2 separate regions of the Danio rerio genome follow, and region 2 is linked to region 1. A link is a contact called in public HiCAR-type data. All regions are on one chromosome and are shown on one strand. The core of a region is the stretch at or near the end of the contact, and the rest is flanking DNA. Distances in the headings are between cores, read along the strand shown.

What was found. HiCAR-type assays count read pairs that join an accessible place to other places.
Region 2: a HiCAR-type map of caudal fin shows a contact between it and region 1, with 7 times the contacts expected there. The contact joins the promoter of csgalnact1a here to the promoter of mtrex in region 1. A contact is called at or near these places in 2 of 18 Hi-C or Micro-C datasets (caudal fin and hematopoietic stem cells) and 1 of 4 datasets of contacts at active chromatin or transcription factors (caudal fin).

Annotation. Positions count from the first base shown.
Region 1 is chr10:8,745,622-8,753,407 of GRCz12tu, reverse strand. It overlaps mtrex (Mtr4 exosome RNA helicase), which reads right to left and starts at 2,806. Exons shown (of 27, transcript NM_214768.1): 1 at 2,686-2,806; 2 at 1,810-1,947. The coding sequence starts at 2,783. dhx29 (DEAH (Asp-Glu-Ala-His) box polypeptide 29) reads left to right here and starts at 3,463. Exons shown (of 27, transcript XR_012386103.1): 1 at 3,463-3,771; 2 at 3,926-3,999; 3 at 5,466-5,579; 4 at 5,685-5,814; 5 at 5,911-6,053.
Region 2 is chr10:8,940,405-8,948,190 of GRCz12tu, reverse strand. csgalnact1a (chondroitin sulfate N-acetylgalactosaminyltransferase 1a) reads left to right here and starts at 5,045. Exons shown (of 8, transcript XM_001333443.9): 1 at 5,045-5,142.

The sequences.
Region 1 (7,786 bases), core at 1,557-4,056:
ATCACGCGCACAATATTATCATCAGGTTAAGAAGTTTGTTATTTTAAATATAGACATGCGGCTAGCGCGGGAAAGTGAAACAACTCACACTTTAGATGGCATTGTAAACAACAAAAGGGCACAGGGTAGATTCTGCTCTTCTTCATGGCGTTGTAGCTGCTCATCAAGACAAAGTTTGTTTGAGCTCGGGTAAACCTCGGCTCGTTACTAAATGTATATATTATTACAGTGTAATTTATCAGCGGTGTATTTAAAAATGGCGCTTCCTTTGTAATCATTCTCCTGGCTTGTGCACACGCAACAGACAAATCTCTGTAAACCAATAGTGTTCAGCTGCACGTCTAGCTCCACCTTTTGGTACACTTTTGTTGTGCTAGGTACCCTTCCAAAAGGGTTCCCAAATGGCTTGTTTCCACTGACTGGTACAGTACGGTACGGGTCGGTACGGGTCACCTTTATCAGGCTTGCGTTTCCACTACCAAGGGTACCCTTTTGGTGGGCGTGGTGTATGACAAAATTTCAGTCTACGTCATTTTCGCTCGTGAAAATGTCTACAATAAAGCTGCACAGGTCATTCACATATCATATAAAAAGCACTTCTCACAAAGCAGATGCTTTACACACATAAATACTTGTGTAGGAATGTTTATTACTAACTTTTCTATAACTTTTCTATAAACAGGAGTTGATTATAACTGCAGATCAATGACGGTGCGAAATAGCCTACTGTAACGTCTATTATAATATATTATATATAATTATATTAAATAAATAAATAAATTAACATATATGAACACATACAGACCCTTACAGTCTCCGATATGTTACCAACTACAGAAGAACTAATCAAAGCAGACATTTCGTCGTTAATTAGGCTCAAAACAACACAAAGTATAGCCTACAGTCAGCGAAAACCTCTCATCTGAGTCTATAATCTTCAGCAGCACATGAAGCTTCTGTTAGAGAGTCATTCTTAGTTCATATTAGTCCAAAAGGTGATAATAAAGATTAAAACAAAGCAGTTTGTTCACGTTTGCTGAGGAAATAACGTGCTCCTTGGATTCGGCTTTTTTCTTGTGCTCCACTCTCGCGATTGTCCTTTTCTTTCTGAATATGTCACTCTCGCGTTTGTCAGCTTCTCACAGGATCGGGTTTCCAAAGCTTGTCAATAATCAAATGCATGCTATTATTATCAGATCAAGAAGTTTGTTATTTCAGATAGAGATGGGCGGCGAGCACAAGAAAGAAAGTGAAACCACTCGGGCTTCAGACTGGCTCGTTAAAAACAACGCGGCACAGGGTGAATCTGCTCTTCTCCATGGCTATGTGGCTTTTTATCATGACGACGACAGGGTTTGTTTGCAGGATCGACCATGGTTGCATATGTATTTATAATTCCGCTGTAATCTCTCGCTGTGTATTTGAAACATGGCGGGTCCTTTGTTTACATTCTGGCTTGTTGAGTCTATGAATGACGCATCTCTGTAAACCAATAGCGTTCAGCTGCGCGTGTAGCTCCACCTTTTGGGACCCTTTCTGCAGTTTGGGACCCTTTCGAAAGGGTCCCGAAAAAGTGGAACGGTAGGGTTTGGTTCGGTACGCCTTTTGACAGTGGTAACGGCCATAATAGCGTACCAAACCAAACCATACTGTACCGTACCACTCAGTGGAAACGGGCCAAAAAAGTGGTGCGGTACGGTTCACTTTTAGGTACCTTTTGACAGTGTAAACGGCCATAAAAGCACACTAAACCTTATTACTAAGTGTAAATGGGCCATATGATGAATTTCAGAAGTAAACTAAACTTACTTGATCTCCTCCGCTGACACCGTTTCCAGCTTTTGCCTTTTCCCCAGCAGCATCTCATCAGGACCATCATCATCAGCATCTCTTTTGCGCAAAGATGCTGAATCTCCCTGTGGTTTGCCAGCTTTATCAGGCGTTTTCCTATTACATAAAATATAACGAAAGTCTCACTCGATGTCCACTCAGTGCTCAACTAAACCAGAACAAATCAGTCAGTAGGACATTCTGGATAGTCTTCAAACATTTTCCATGTTAAAGCGATAGTTCACCCAAAACAGAAAACTTACTGTTTACTCACCCTCATGTTGCTCCAAAACTGTTTGGGACTGTATAATACTACAGAAGGGATTATATAATACTATGGAAGCTAATGGCGGATACTTTCCAACATTCTTTAAACCATCTTCTTCGGGGTTTAACAGAAAAAAATAAAGATTTAGAAAAAGATTGTGGGATTTCCATTCTTGACTGAACTGTCTCTTTACATGTGATAGACAGACAAACAGAAACTATACACATAAAAAGACAAATGAACAAATGTAGAGTGAAACATATTGATAGACAGACAAATAATAAGCAAATCAGATATGTTTGTGCTTACGTTTGATTGAATGGTCATATTATGGTATTGCCTTATGTCAATGTAGGATGTTGGGGAAGCACGTTTATATAAGCGCTTTGAAGCATCACAAACGAAAGAAAACTCATCCAACTCTTATCTTCCAACGAATAAAAGGTAGAAGCAAATGACTTTTTATGATTCTCTTGCGTTTATTGATCTCTGAGTGCGCGTCACATGTGTTTAGTGTAACCAGAGGAAACTGCAATAACTGTAGCTCTGTTCTGCAAATCATACCGAATTCGCGACCGTTCACCTACCCTGCATTAGCTGCGGACTTTGGAGCGGCCTTTTTGCTGGAACCGGCCTGTTCTTCATCAAACACGCTGAACAAATCGTCTCCAAAGGCGTCCGCCATGTCTTCAAACAGACACAAATCCCAGAGTGCGATGCGCAGGCCGCGTGCCGGAAATGATGTGCGGCCGAATGATCGTGTAAAATAGGCTATGGTAAAAGTCCAAGTGATTAAACCCATAGGATTAAACCAAACATTCAAAATATATATTAATTTAAAGAATAACCGTTGTGTTTTTAAGTTTGGAAGTTAATTACTCTTCATTAAATAATTCTCAATTTCTAATTTTTATGTTTACAAATGAACAGATAAAGCTGACTTGTTCTATTACACAAGCTATTAGGATAATATCAATGTAATAATTAAAATGCATCTTTTTGGATTTATACAATGATTTTGAATTTAATTATTATTCATTATCTGTTAGTAATAAATCGATATAAACGTACATGTACTGTTTATATATATATATATTTTTTAATATGCTTTATTGTTCATGTATCATGCATATTTATTCATTTTATGTAGATTCTATTTTAATATTGCATATAATATGTTCAGTTTGTTTTTATCATTTTACAGCTGTTTGTGAAGTTTGTTCTGCAATAAAACTGCAATTTTTTTTAATTGGTTATAATGCCAACATAAAAAAACAGTAAAAAACGTCTCGAAAGGTCAACAAAAAAAATTCATCCAACAGTTTTCGCTGAACTCTTATTTTGAAAGCAGCATCTGTAGTTTCATGGTTCACAGGTTTGACAGGTTTGAGTACAGTTGGCTTTAGTGAGCACACTCTGCTTTATCATTTTTCACCTAAACAGTTTTATTTACAGAAATGTGGATTGTATTGGTCAGTAACAGACAGGTAAGCTGATTGTTTTCGCTATGGGTGGAAAGAAAAAGAAGTCTGCTGCAGTTTCATCGAGTGCTCAACCGGCTGCTGCTGCTGCTGTTACTGCAACCAATGCAGCGTCTGAATCCACCGGTAAAAAACAACAGCAGCAGAGACCAAATAACGAGAAAACAACCTCTAAAGAAAACAAACCCAGAGGTCAGACTTCATTTGACAACTTGCATTACTTATTGCCTGAGGAGTTTGATTCTTACGACTCAAATAAACATTGAAGACTCAAATCAGATGCAGTGAATCAATTGATTTGAATTAAATGAATCAGAATTTTATGTTTTCTTTTTTTATTTTGAAGCTCCCAAAACATACGGTCTTAACGCGAATGCACAGACTGACACAAACAGTGGATCTGATAAATCAATCCTGAAGGTGAGTCATAACCATTCATGGTTTTTCCTTGATATGTTTTATAGAAGATGCAAAGTAAATTGTCATTCAGTATACCAATAGTTCATATGGCAAAAAATCTTGTCACTTATTTAAAATTTTATGCAAATAAAATACTTTATTTAGGGATCACACTGTAGCTCCAAAATACTAATGAATTGTCATTTAATAACTTTATGCTATGCTATTGTCCACTAACCACTAGTTTTTATTGTTTTGTATGCAAATATTATAGTACAATGCATTTATATAAGACCAATTCCAGCATTATGGATGTGACATTTGCAGTAAAATCAAAACTTTTTTTTTTAAATCATACGGGTTAGAAAAATAAGTACAGTTGGTTTTGAATGTACCTGAAGGATTCTATTATTTCACTCATATTTTGACCTTTTAAATAAAAAAAATAAAAAAAAAAACACTGAACCAGACATTTTATTCACTTTTAATCTTTCTTATGTTTGTTAAAACCCCATTGAAAGTAATAAAATAAAAATAAAATTATTGAATGAATAAAATGTTTTTTGAGGAGCAAATCAGAGTATTAGAATGAATTAGGATCATTGATTCATTCATTTTCTTTTTGGCTTAGTCGCTTTATTAATCCGGGGTCACCACAGCGGAATGAACCGCCAACTTATCCAGCATATGTTTCACGCAGCGGATCCAGCTGCAACCCATCTCTGGGAAACATCCATACACACCCATTCACACTCATATACTACTGACAATTTAGCCTACCCAATTCACCTGTATCACATGTCTTTGGACAGTGAGGAAAACCAGAGCATCTGGAGGAAACCCACGCGAACACATGGAGAACATGCAAACTCCACACAGAAATGCCAACTGACTCAGCCGAGGCTCGAACCAGCGACCTTCTTGCTGTGAGGCGACAGCAATACCTACTGCGTCGCCTCGATTTAGGATCATGTGAAAAAAAAAGTCTTTGGGTCTTTAATTTAAATAAATGTCCCAAATCTGGAATTGGTTGACTAAACAAAGAATTTTACATTTGCAATTTAATTGTTTTTACTATTTATACATTTATTTGTGTTCTTTTTTCATATCTTATGTGGAGTCAAATTTTACATGGATAATAAATAAAAATATTATCTTAAATAAATATATTTAGACTTGAATACAATCTTAAATAGATTCAATAGGATTTTCATTATTGCCGTCAAAACAATATTTTATCTTATAATTATGTCAATTTTAATTCAGCAAATTATCACATATTAAAAAGTCTTCCAAGTTTTCCACATAAATAAATTACCATCTCTTAATAAGCATCAGATGAAATGCAAATAATTGTGACATTAGTAATAATATTTCACATTTATTGCTATTAATAATACTATTTTGACAGTATTACTTTTCTTACTGGAAATATTAGTTTTAAATTAAAAATGTATTTATTTATTTTATTTTTCCACGTCTTGAAGGTTATTATCCAACCAGAACTGGAGAAGAAGGTGATCAAGTTGATCAACGATTACAGACAAGAATATGCAGATAAAGGGCCTATATCCGGGAGACTCACCTCCAAAAAGCTACTGGTAATTCATTTCAATTTCACCTTTAATAGCAATCAATCAATCAATTAAAATAATTTATTACCCAAGAATATTATAAAAACCCGGATATGGTCTGTTGCCTGGCAGGATTTGTACACAGCCCTGCAGAAGTTCCAGTTTAAGACGGAGCACATCGAGGAGGCCATGAAGAGCAGTGTGCTGTACGGAGGAGATCTGCACTCTGCCCTCGACTGGCTCTGTCTTAACCTCAGAGATGGTAAAAGATTACATTTATAGCTGTAAATTCATAATCTGCTCATCAATATAATCCGATCATCAGCCTAAACCCTCCTTTTGTTTTTCGTAAATGAAGATGAACTACCAGAGGGCTTCAGCCAGAAGATGCAGGAGGAGAAACAGAAAACACGACCCAAGTTTCAACCTCTTCAAGAGGACAGGAAACAGCAGGGGAACAAAAACCAAGAGCCCAAAGAAGAGGAGAAACCAAAGGCAAAGGTGTGTTAAAGTGTTGAATCTTGATGACACATTTTTCTCTGTCTCTTAATCTGAAAGTGAAGGAAGTTATTTTGTTTAAAGATTAGACAAGGCAAGGCCAATCACATACACAATGGTAATTTAAAGTGCTGGACATGATTACATAATGCCTTTACATATTACATAATGCCAGAAATATCGTCCTGTAACATGAGGCTGGTTTTGTGTTCCAGGGTCACAATTGTGGTTATTTTTTGGCTTGTGTTTGTTGAAATCAAGCGGCAACCTCCCGCTCTCCCTCAGGAAGCCAATACGGAAGTAACTAAAACTGCAATTTTTAATTGAGCCCACTGTAAGAATGGCCAACTTTACAGCAGAAAAAAAGGTGTTTACAGCCTGGTACAAAAAAAGATTTTGGTTAATACAGCTAATATTACCCTTCATGAACTGTGAGCGGGGTGAATTTTTTTTTATAACTCGTCCGTTTCCTTTATATTAAGTTATATTAAGTTTGCATAATTAAGGGCGTGGCCACTTAAATGACAGCTAGGTCTCGTTGGTCACCGTCACGTCACCTCAGCTGAATCCTGCAGATTAGCCACTGAACTCGGCATATTTATCATATTTCTGTGTTGTTTTATGTGGCTTTACACTGTCAACTGCCTTTTGGACTAGTTTCCTACAATTATTAGATGGCATGACATACTGAGTGCACTTAATTGTGCTTACAAACCATTCACGTGGCCTCCGTTTCCCATGTGAGTAAAGATATATACTTATATACCATCTCTATACATGTATTTGTTTTATTTACGATCATTTATCGTTTATATTTAGAGCTGTAATGCACTCCAGAATCTGTCAGATTGATTAGCTGTAGGCTCTAGAACTGTCATCTGATGCGTTGCCATACAGTGTTATGCTGGATTTCATCAATAGTCCTACATTAACTAACACAGACTATATCTAAAATGTTTGGAAGTAATTTGCGTTTTCCTCCTGTTGAAAAACGTCATAAGAACAATGTTTAGTGGCTCAATGTATTACAGCAGTGTTTTTAAAAGGCTAAACACTTTATTGATATAGTATACAACCAAGCACAAGTGGTCAGAATACAAACAAGTCACAAGTGATAAAGTATTAAGCATTTCTCCCAAAGTAAAGTGTGTCTGAGCCAGGTCCAAGCAATATGACAGCAGGTGTCTGAATCTCCGTCACGGATGCTACGTCCATATATTTTACAGTCTATGGTTATAATCAGTATAATTTAAGTTGACTTACATTTTAAAACGCCTTACAGAATTATATTATTTATTAATATGAATAATTATTGCAAACCAAATGACAAATCTTCGGCCGAGGGAGTCTAGATTTTTCAGTTTCAGTCTAGAATTTTATTTTCGTTGCATCCCTAACCAACACGTATATTAGGGCTGCACAATATACCGTTTGAGCATTGATATCACAATGGATAATGGGCTAGATCAGGGGTGGCCAATTCTGTTCCTGGAGAGCCACCTTCCTGCAGATTTCAGTTGCAACCCATATCAAACACACCTGCCAGTAATTATCACGTAGTGTTCAGGTCCTAATTAGTTGGTTCAGGTGTGTTTGATATGGGTAGCAACTGAAATCTGCAGGAAGGTGGCTCTCCAGGAACAGGGTTGGCCACCCCTGGGCTAGATGCACAGAAACTTTTACATTTCAGCCAAGCAGCCCAAGGGCTTCCAGTGAACTTTCTTTCCATTAAAAAA
Region 2 (7,786 bases), core at 3,796-6,295, 190 kb before region 1:
TAGAGGACAGTAGATCAATGACCCCACAGCACTGAATAAAGAGCAGAGAGAGCCTGGATCCAAGGTCAAATTTGTGTCAAAAAGTAAAACATTCTTTATGTGATTCAGATCTGTGATGACCTGGGCCAGACTAAATATTTTTGCACAGAATTATGTTTAAAAAAAAAAAAAATATATATATATATATATATATATATATATATATATATATATATATATATATATATATATATATATATATATATATAAAATAAGAAAAAACTTTTTGTTTACATTGCAAAGCCATTTGGAACCACTTGCTTGGTAAACAAGTCGTATAATACAACCAGCAAAAGACAGAAAATAATACTTCACAAATTGTATCATGTAAACATTTGTGTATTATTCAGTAGTTTTACTGTAATTAACAGCCAGATATCTGGCCAGATGCAGAAAATCAGAGCACATCACACCTGTCCCCAGGTCTTAACACTGGCTCCGTTACATTCAAAATAGATTTTAAAGTATTACTACTTGTCTCTAAAGCCTTAAATGGCATACGACCTTAATCCATTACAGATATGCTGACTGAATACAAACCTTGCAGATCACTCAGATCTTTAGAATCACATAAACTAGAAGGAGTTCAGTCAAAGCAGGGGGAATCGGCCTTCAGCTACTACAGCTCCTGCTGCTGGAATCAGCTTCCAGAAATGGTCAGATGTGCTCCAACATTATTCAAATCAAGACGGAAAACACATCTGTTTAGCTGTGCCTTTACTGAATGAGCACTGTGCTATGTCCGACAGGTCGCACAATTGTGTCTTTCTTTTCAATTTCATTCTTTTATAACCTGTTTTAACACATTTAACACAACCTGTTTTTAATAATTTTTATTATTTGTTTATTTTCTTATACTTGTCTTTTTTTATTCTTGTTTATGTAAAGCACTTTGAATTGCCACTGTGTATGAAATGTGCTATATAAATAAGCTTGCCTTGCCTAATATAATTCCATGTGGGCCTAGTGATGACCTTCATTCTGTTCCAAACCTCTACCAATTTTTCTTTTATTATTATTGTGGTACACATAATGAAAAGGCTTTGAAAAGTCTCAATGGTTATTTTCTTCCATACAATGAAAGTCAGTGGGGTACAATAATGTAACTTTCCTTCAAACTTAACTTGCTTGTGCTTCTCTCTCTCTCTCTTTATAAGCATGCATGTTACCAAGTTACAGCACTAACCAACTGAACCAACCCAACCAAATGCCACGACTCTCATATCTCACATTTTGTAGTAAAGACACTGGCTGGAGATCAACTAACATAAATTATCCAATTCTGTGGTCGACCTTTGAAACCCTTTACAGCCTTTCAACCCTTTTTTCAGCTCCAGTCTGAGTTCTCAGGGATGTGAAAAGCTTTGTGCAGTTGATTTGTGCTTTCTATTGAGCATATACGTTTGCTGTTTGTTAGTGGTATATATTACAGGGTGTGTGGCAAAGCTGCAAATCAAGCAATGTTTACATTGAAAGAGTAAAACCTCTGTATGTAGCATGTCTTTCATTGTTTTCATTGCAAATCAATTTTACAGTATGTAAAAAACACAAAGAGTAAAATTACCTTAAAATATAGCACTTTCATTTAAGAGAAATGTAATCCAAAGTCGTAAAATGTGCTTTTTATATGACATATTTACTTAAACAGGATTGAAAACCAGTATTAGGGTGTTGCATTTATGGATGAAAATGTATTTGTTACCTTTTACTTGTCAGCAGGAGGCGCTGTTTAGCTTTTTGAGAAAACAAAACGTGTGCTTGGGAACTTTTCTGTTGTACACATTGTTTCCAGTTGAATCAGTGTAGCATTTGCAAAAACTAAGGTCATACAAATGTTGCTGCCAACTATTTGCCTTAGAAAATATAAGCCTATCTAGTGACTAGTCTGAGAAAGCATTGCCATCGCAATACATCCAAACAGGGTAAAACCCAAAATAGTCCTCAACAGCATGGGATGAATAGCTTCAACTGTTCTGTCTGTGAACTGGTATGAATGGAGTGCATACAGACCAGAGTCCTCATCTCAGTGAATCTGTTACTGTGTAGAAATAGTATGTAAAATAACAAGATGCTTGAATAATTTCATAAATAACAATGGAATAATTTCATTCGTTGGCCAATTTTCGTTCTTATGGCCAATTTAGTTTATTTAATTCACCTATAGCGTATGTCTTTGGATCTGTGGGGGACACCGGAACACCCGGAGGAGGAAACCCGCGCAAACACAGGGAGAATATGCAAACTCTACACAGCCATGCAAACTGACTTACCCTGGGCTCAAACCAGTGACATTCTTGCTGTGAGGCGATCATGCTACCCACTGCATCACCATGACACCCTAATGGAATAATTTCTTAAAGTATTTCATAAAATGTAAAAAACAACAGAATTTGAGTGCTGTGATTAAGAAACTATCTTATAGAAGAGTAAAATGTAGCCTAAATCAGTGCTTCTCAAAGTGGGGGTCGGGACCCTCCGAGGTGTCGCGGGGCAATGAAAAGGGGTCGCCTGGTGATTTCCTAAAATCTATTTATTTTTATTAAACCATAAGAATTAACATAATTTATCCATAACTACAGTGAAAATAAAAATAGTCGTTTATTGTTACTAAATACTATATAGTTACTATAGTAGATTATAGTTACTAGTTCTATTGGATTGCGACCCCTGGGGTAATTACATTATATTAAAGGCAGCAATAGCGTCAGATGCATTTTGATTTTATAACATCAGGTTATACTTTCTGGCACATTTTAAGCACTGACACAAATTTAATTGGTGTGTCTGCGTCATTGCATGCAAGGTTTCTGTATTTATAACCACCTCAGAGGATATTGGGGGTTGCGAGTCACTGGCATTGTTATTTTGGGGGTCGCGGGCTGAAAAGTTTGGGAACCCCTGGCCTAAATGACTAAATGACAGTTCACTCATGTACACTTGTGCCATCAAATGTACATGGACATTTTTTTTTCTGAGAACTCAAACAGTATGTCTTTGTAAGTCGATATAATGCAAACAGCTTCATCTCTTAAAGTTAACAGTAATCTAATGGTAATCCATTGTAGTTTATTTCAAGGATATTAAATAACAAACTATTGCTTCTGCAGTTGCTTATTGCAGTGCCAAACTATTGCTTATTGCAGTGCCACCAAATGTAACATGGTTAGTAACATGTAGTAACATGTAACACTTAGTAACATGGTTATGTCGAATTATATAGTTTTAGTGATTGATATTCTAAAGACTTGAGTTTTTCTTAAAACAATGTTTTCCATTAATATTCGGGATTTGGAAGGTTATACAAAATTTGCTGCATTTCAAAGTTCAAATATGCTGAATGCTAACCTGCAAATTTGTGTGATGTGAAGGCGTGCGAGCAGTGGAAGATAAATATTTGGGCTCTTAGCTGGATTAAAACCACATACTGCAAATCTGCAGGTTTAACCTGTTAAACCGCCATATAAACCAAACGATTAAGATCATAACATGTGGGGGCTCGTCCGGGATTTATTCCTATTAACTCTTGAACCATAAATGAAAATCAAACCTTAAGCCTTCATCCCAAGAGGAAGTATCATATGTTTACATTTTGAATTTGTTACAAATTATTATCTTTTTTTTTTTAATGTGTATTTGTTAAGAAAAGAGCATGACGTGTTTGTGGTTAAGTCTAGTGTGGCTGTGGCTTTCAAAGCGAGAATCAGTCAGTAAGTCAGAAATATCTACTAATTCATAGTATTTGCAAACAGAAGTACACAGATGACCCACTTCTTCCACCAAAGTGCACATTCTGTGATTTAACTTCCCATGGGCCAGATGAAGAAGTTTTATGAATGGAAGTGAAGCGATGCAAATGACAGTAAGAGCTTGTGATAATGACCACATAATGGATGTAGCATGTCCGAATTTCATCACATTAAAACTATATTAAATGTTGTTTTCTAAAGCAAACAAAATTTAAGTACAAATGTAGGACCGTACACAATTTTAGTTGCACTCTCACGAGAACTTTCTGTTTTTTGGATGGAGTATCCCATTAAGAGTTGGAAGCATTTTATAAATAAAAGGAAAAATTAAGGCAATAAAAGTTCATTGTCTTTTGTAATGGTGTTAAGGTTGTCTTTATGGTTTGGTGTTAATAGTCTGCTCACACAGAAGTGAATTTCAAACTAAGCAGCTTTCTGTTTGTCAATGCAGCAATGTTGCAGATCTGAGAGGAAACTCCTTTTTCCAGGACAAATTCCCCCAAATGTATGCATCCATAACTTTGTTTTGCACCTATGAAAACTCTTAAACAAAAAAAAAAGTCAGCTCCATTCATAATATTTCCTTTTACATGCACATATTGATTTATTTTCATTAGTAGAGAAATGCAATAAACTAATTGGATAACTGAGTCCAAAATTAAATTAGTCCATATCACTTCAAATCAGCATGTGACACACAAAATATTTTATGCTAAATAGCACAAAACTTGGTTCTTTGGCTTGTAATCATATAAGTGCTGCTGTAGCACCACTCCAAAGAACCACTAAAGAAGAACAAATACATATGATTACGAGCTAAATAACCGAGAGACACTTAGCTGTGCTAAATAGCACATCAATTACCACAAAGAACTATGCTACTGAAGAAAAAAAAATAGGTGTGTGTATTTGTAGGTTGTTGTAGGCAACTGTCAGCGTTTTCCTGTGTAAGTAATTTTGAATTAATTGCGGGTGGTTTTATAAACAGCTTCATTTAAAAGACTGCATGACAATATTTTATACAGGCTACTAAGAGAGTCAAAGAGGACCAACTGTCGCCCGACGGAACAAATGCTGCAAATAAATAAGTTTCTCCTCCCAGAGGAGCGTGCGGGGCGTCAGGAGTGTGTCGGATTCTGCAGGTAACAACGCTCCCTTTATGCGCGCGCTGGAGGCGGAGGCTGATGAGGGGTGGGGTGGACCGGAGGATCCGGTTTCGCCGGGAAAGAAACACAGAGTGGTTCACCGCTTCTCCGCTCACTCTACGCCGCATGCTGATCCAGCACACGGCGCGCTGCTCTGGAGGACTGTCTGACCACTGAAACACGCGCTGCATCTCTTCTTCTCCCGGATGATGGTAAGACATTCATCTCATTCATGGCACCAGATGCAGAGTAGAGCAGTGGTGGTCCAACTAGTCATCCTTTTAGTCATGCTTGAATACTGTTATGAGTAGTTATTGAATATAGCTGTCAGACGAGGAAGTTGTCAAAAGGGACGTATTTTAATGTTTTAAAAGTTAAATTCTTTATAAATGGCTTAAATGTTTTCCAACACCTTTTGGTGTTAAATTATTATTTTGGGGGGTTCAAATTTAAAATGTAATGTTAAATAATGTTATAGCATGTAAACAAAGTGAACATAAACAGTCATCATTCAGTTTTTTTTTTCTTTGCAAAAAATGTCAACTGAAAGGAATCAGTCACATGGTGTTTACTCATTTGACATTTGAGTGTAGTCTGCTTAATCTTTCACAGTTTTTCGGTTTCATGCATAAATCTGTGATTTATAATTGTTTTAATTTAGCTACAAAGTCCTTCTGGTTCATTTAGACAGCTTACCCCATATCGTGCAACAAAATGTTGCTCTACAGTAAGATCAGTAGTGTGTTAAATGAACTGTTTCTTTCTTCCAGGCCAATAACAGGGGAAATAACTTTTTGTAGCCAAGTGTGTGACTACAGACTTTCAAATATTACCTGCAAGCTTATATAAATAAGTCAGTTTGTATCCGCGAGCTGTAAGAAGGAAAGCTTGAACATCTGTCAAGATGCTTTCAGACATCTCAGAAAGTTATCTATGAGTTATCCACATGCTACTGTTCAAAAGTTTGAGGTTTGTAAGATTTATAATATGTTTTAGAACGCTCCACTTGTTTGTTAGAAGAAATTACTTATATATTATGAGATTTCAAAATTATTACAATATTTAGTATTTTTTAGTAATACAGTTATTGTAATTGAAAATAAAATGTATTTCTAAAAGTCAACGCTGAATTTTAGCAGCATTACTCCAGTTTTCAGTGTCACCCAAAGATTTAGTGATTAAGAAGCATGAGTGTTGAAACAGTTCAATTTTTTTTTTCTTTTTGATTAATTTGTACAGATCAATTAAATGTATCCTTTTAATAAAAATAATAATTATTTTATATTTAAAAGTAAAATAAACTCTCACTGACATCAAACCTTTGAGGTTGTGTACAGAGGAATTGATTAATAAGTACCTACGCTTAAAAAAAGATAAAATAATATTGATTTTATCACATTTCAAAGTACACAAATATTCTTCCTTACTGTTTTAACCTTTGATTATATCATTTGGTCTGAAGAAGGAAGTGCAAATTAAAACATCCTTCAAAGCTTCTCAGGAATTCCTACAGATAAACACCGTTTTACTTTTTAACAGTTGGGCTGTCTGCCAAACTGAATCTGCTTCCTCTGCGCTAACAGGATGATGGGTATTGCTCAAAGCGTAGGATGCAATGCTAGTTAAAGTAGTTATTTTATTCTTTTAATCTTTATTCTGAAAACACTGGCTGAATTCACCTGCTGGCCGTCTAGACCTCGGACTTCTTTCGGACAAGGGGAGCTTTAAATAAAAACCCAATTTGAATTTCAGCCCCCACTTCATTTTGCCTTACTGATGAGTTTGTAATGGTAATGCCTTATTAAACTTATGCTCTCTGATTATTTCATCGTTTCTTCTCTTACACTAATGCCCACTTTGTTTCATGCACAAACTGAAGCTTATTAATCTGAATAACAATTTCTTGTCCTGTTTTTGGAGCATCTGGAGTGTTCGCAGCAGTCTATAGGTGTTTGTTGTGCAGTATGCAGCACTGAAACAAATCAGTGCTAATTCCCTGACAATACATACAGGCATTTCCAGAGGCTTATCTAAATCTTCTAATCTAAATGGAGATTAAAGGTTAAAGTGTGGGATTTGGGCGATATTAGCATTATCAAAGCATACTTAAAAAGAATAGTACATAATAAGTACTATTAACACTGCATTTTAACTGGATGGTTTGAAACTACTACCTAGAAGGCTGAAATGAAGCTTTTTCACCTAATGTTTTTGTCCATGCAAGATAAATTGCCTGAATCTTGCATCCCAGCATTCATTGTGATTTACAATTCATGTATATTGTAACATAATCAAGCTGATATTATGTAGGCCGAATCAGCGATTATTCTTAAATGACAATAACTCGACTATATCTAATAATTCTTTCACAAATACGATCAAAGTGGACATTCAGATTTTGCATTCACACTGAAAACTACACTACCTGACAAAAATCTTGTTGATTCCTTTTGTTATAGCAACAAATAATAACTTGACTTCTAGTTGATCATTTGGAAAAGTGGCAGAAGGTAGATATTTCTGATGAATCGTCTGTTAAACTGCACCCCAATCATCACAAATACTCCAAAAGACCTGTTGGAACCCGCATGGACCCATAGAATTCTGTCAAGTTTGGTGATGAAAAAATCATGGTTTAGGGTTACATTCAGTATGGAGGCGTGTGAGAGATCTGCAGAGTGGATGGCCTTATTAACAGCCTGAGGTATCAAGACATTTGTGCTGCCCATTACATTGCAAACTATAGGAGAGGGCAAATTCTTCAGCAGGATAGAGCTCCTTCTCATACTTCAGCCTCCACACCAAAGTTACTGAAAGCAGCAAAGGTCTAGATGCTCCAGGGTTGGCCAGCCCAGT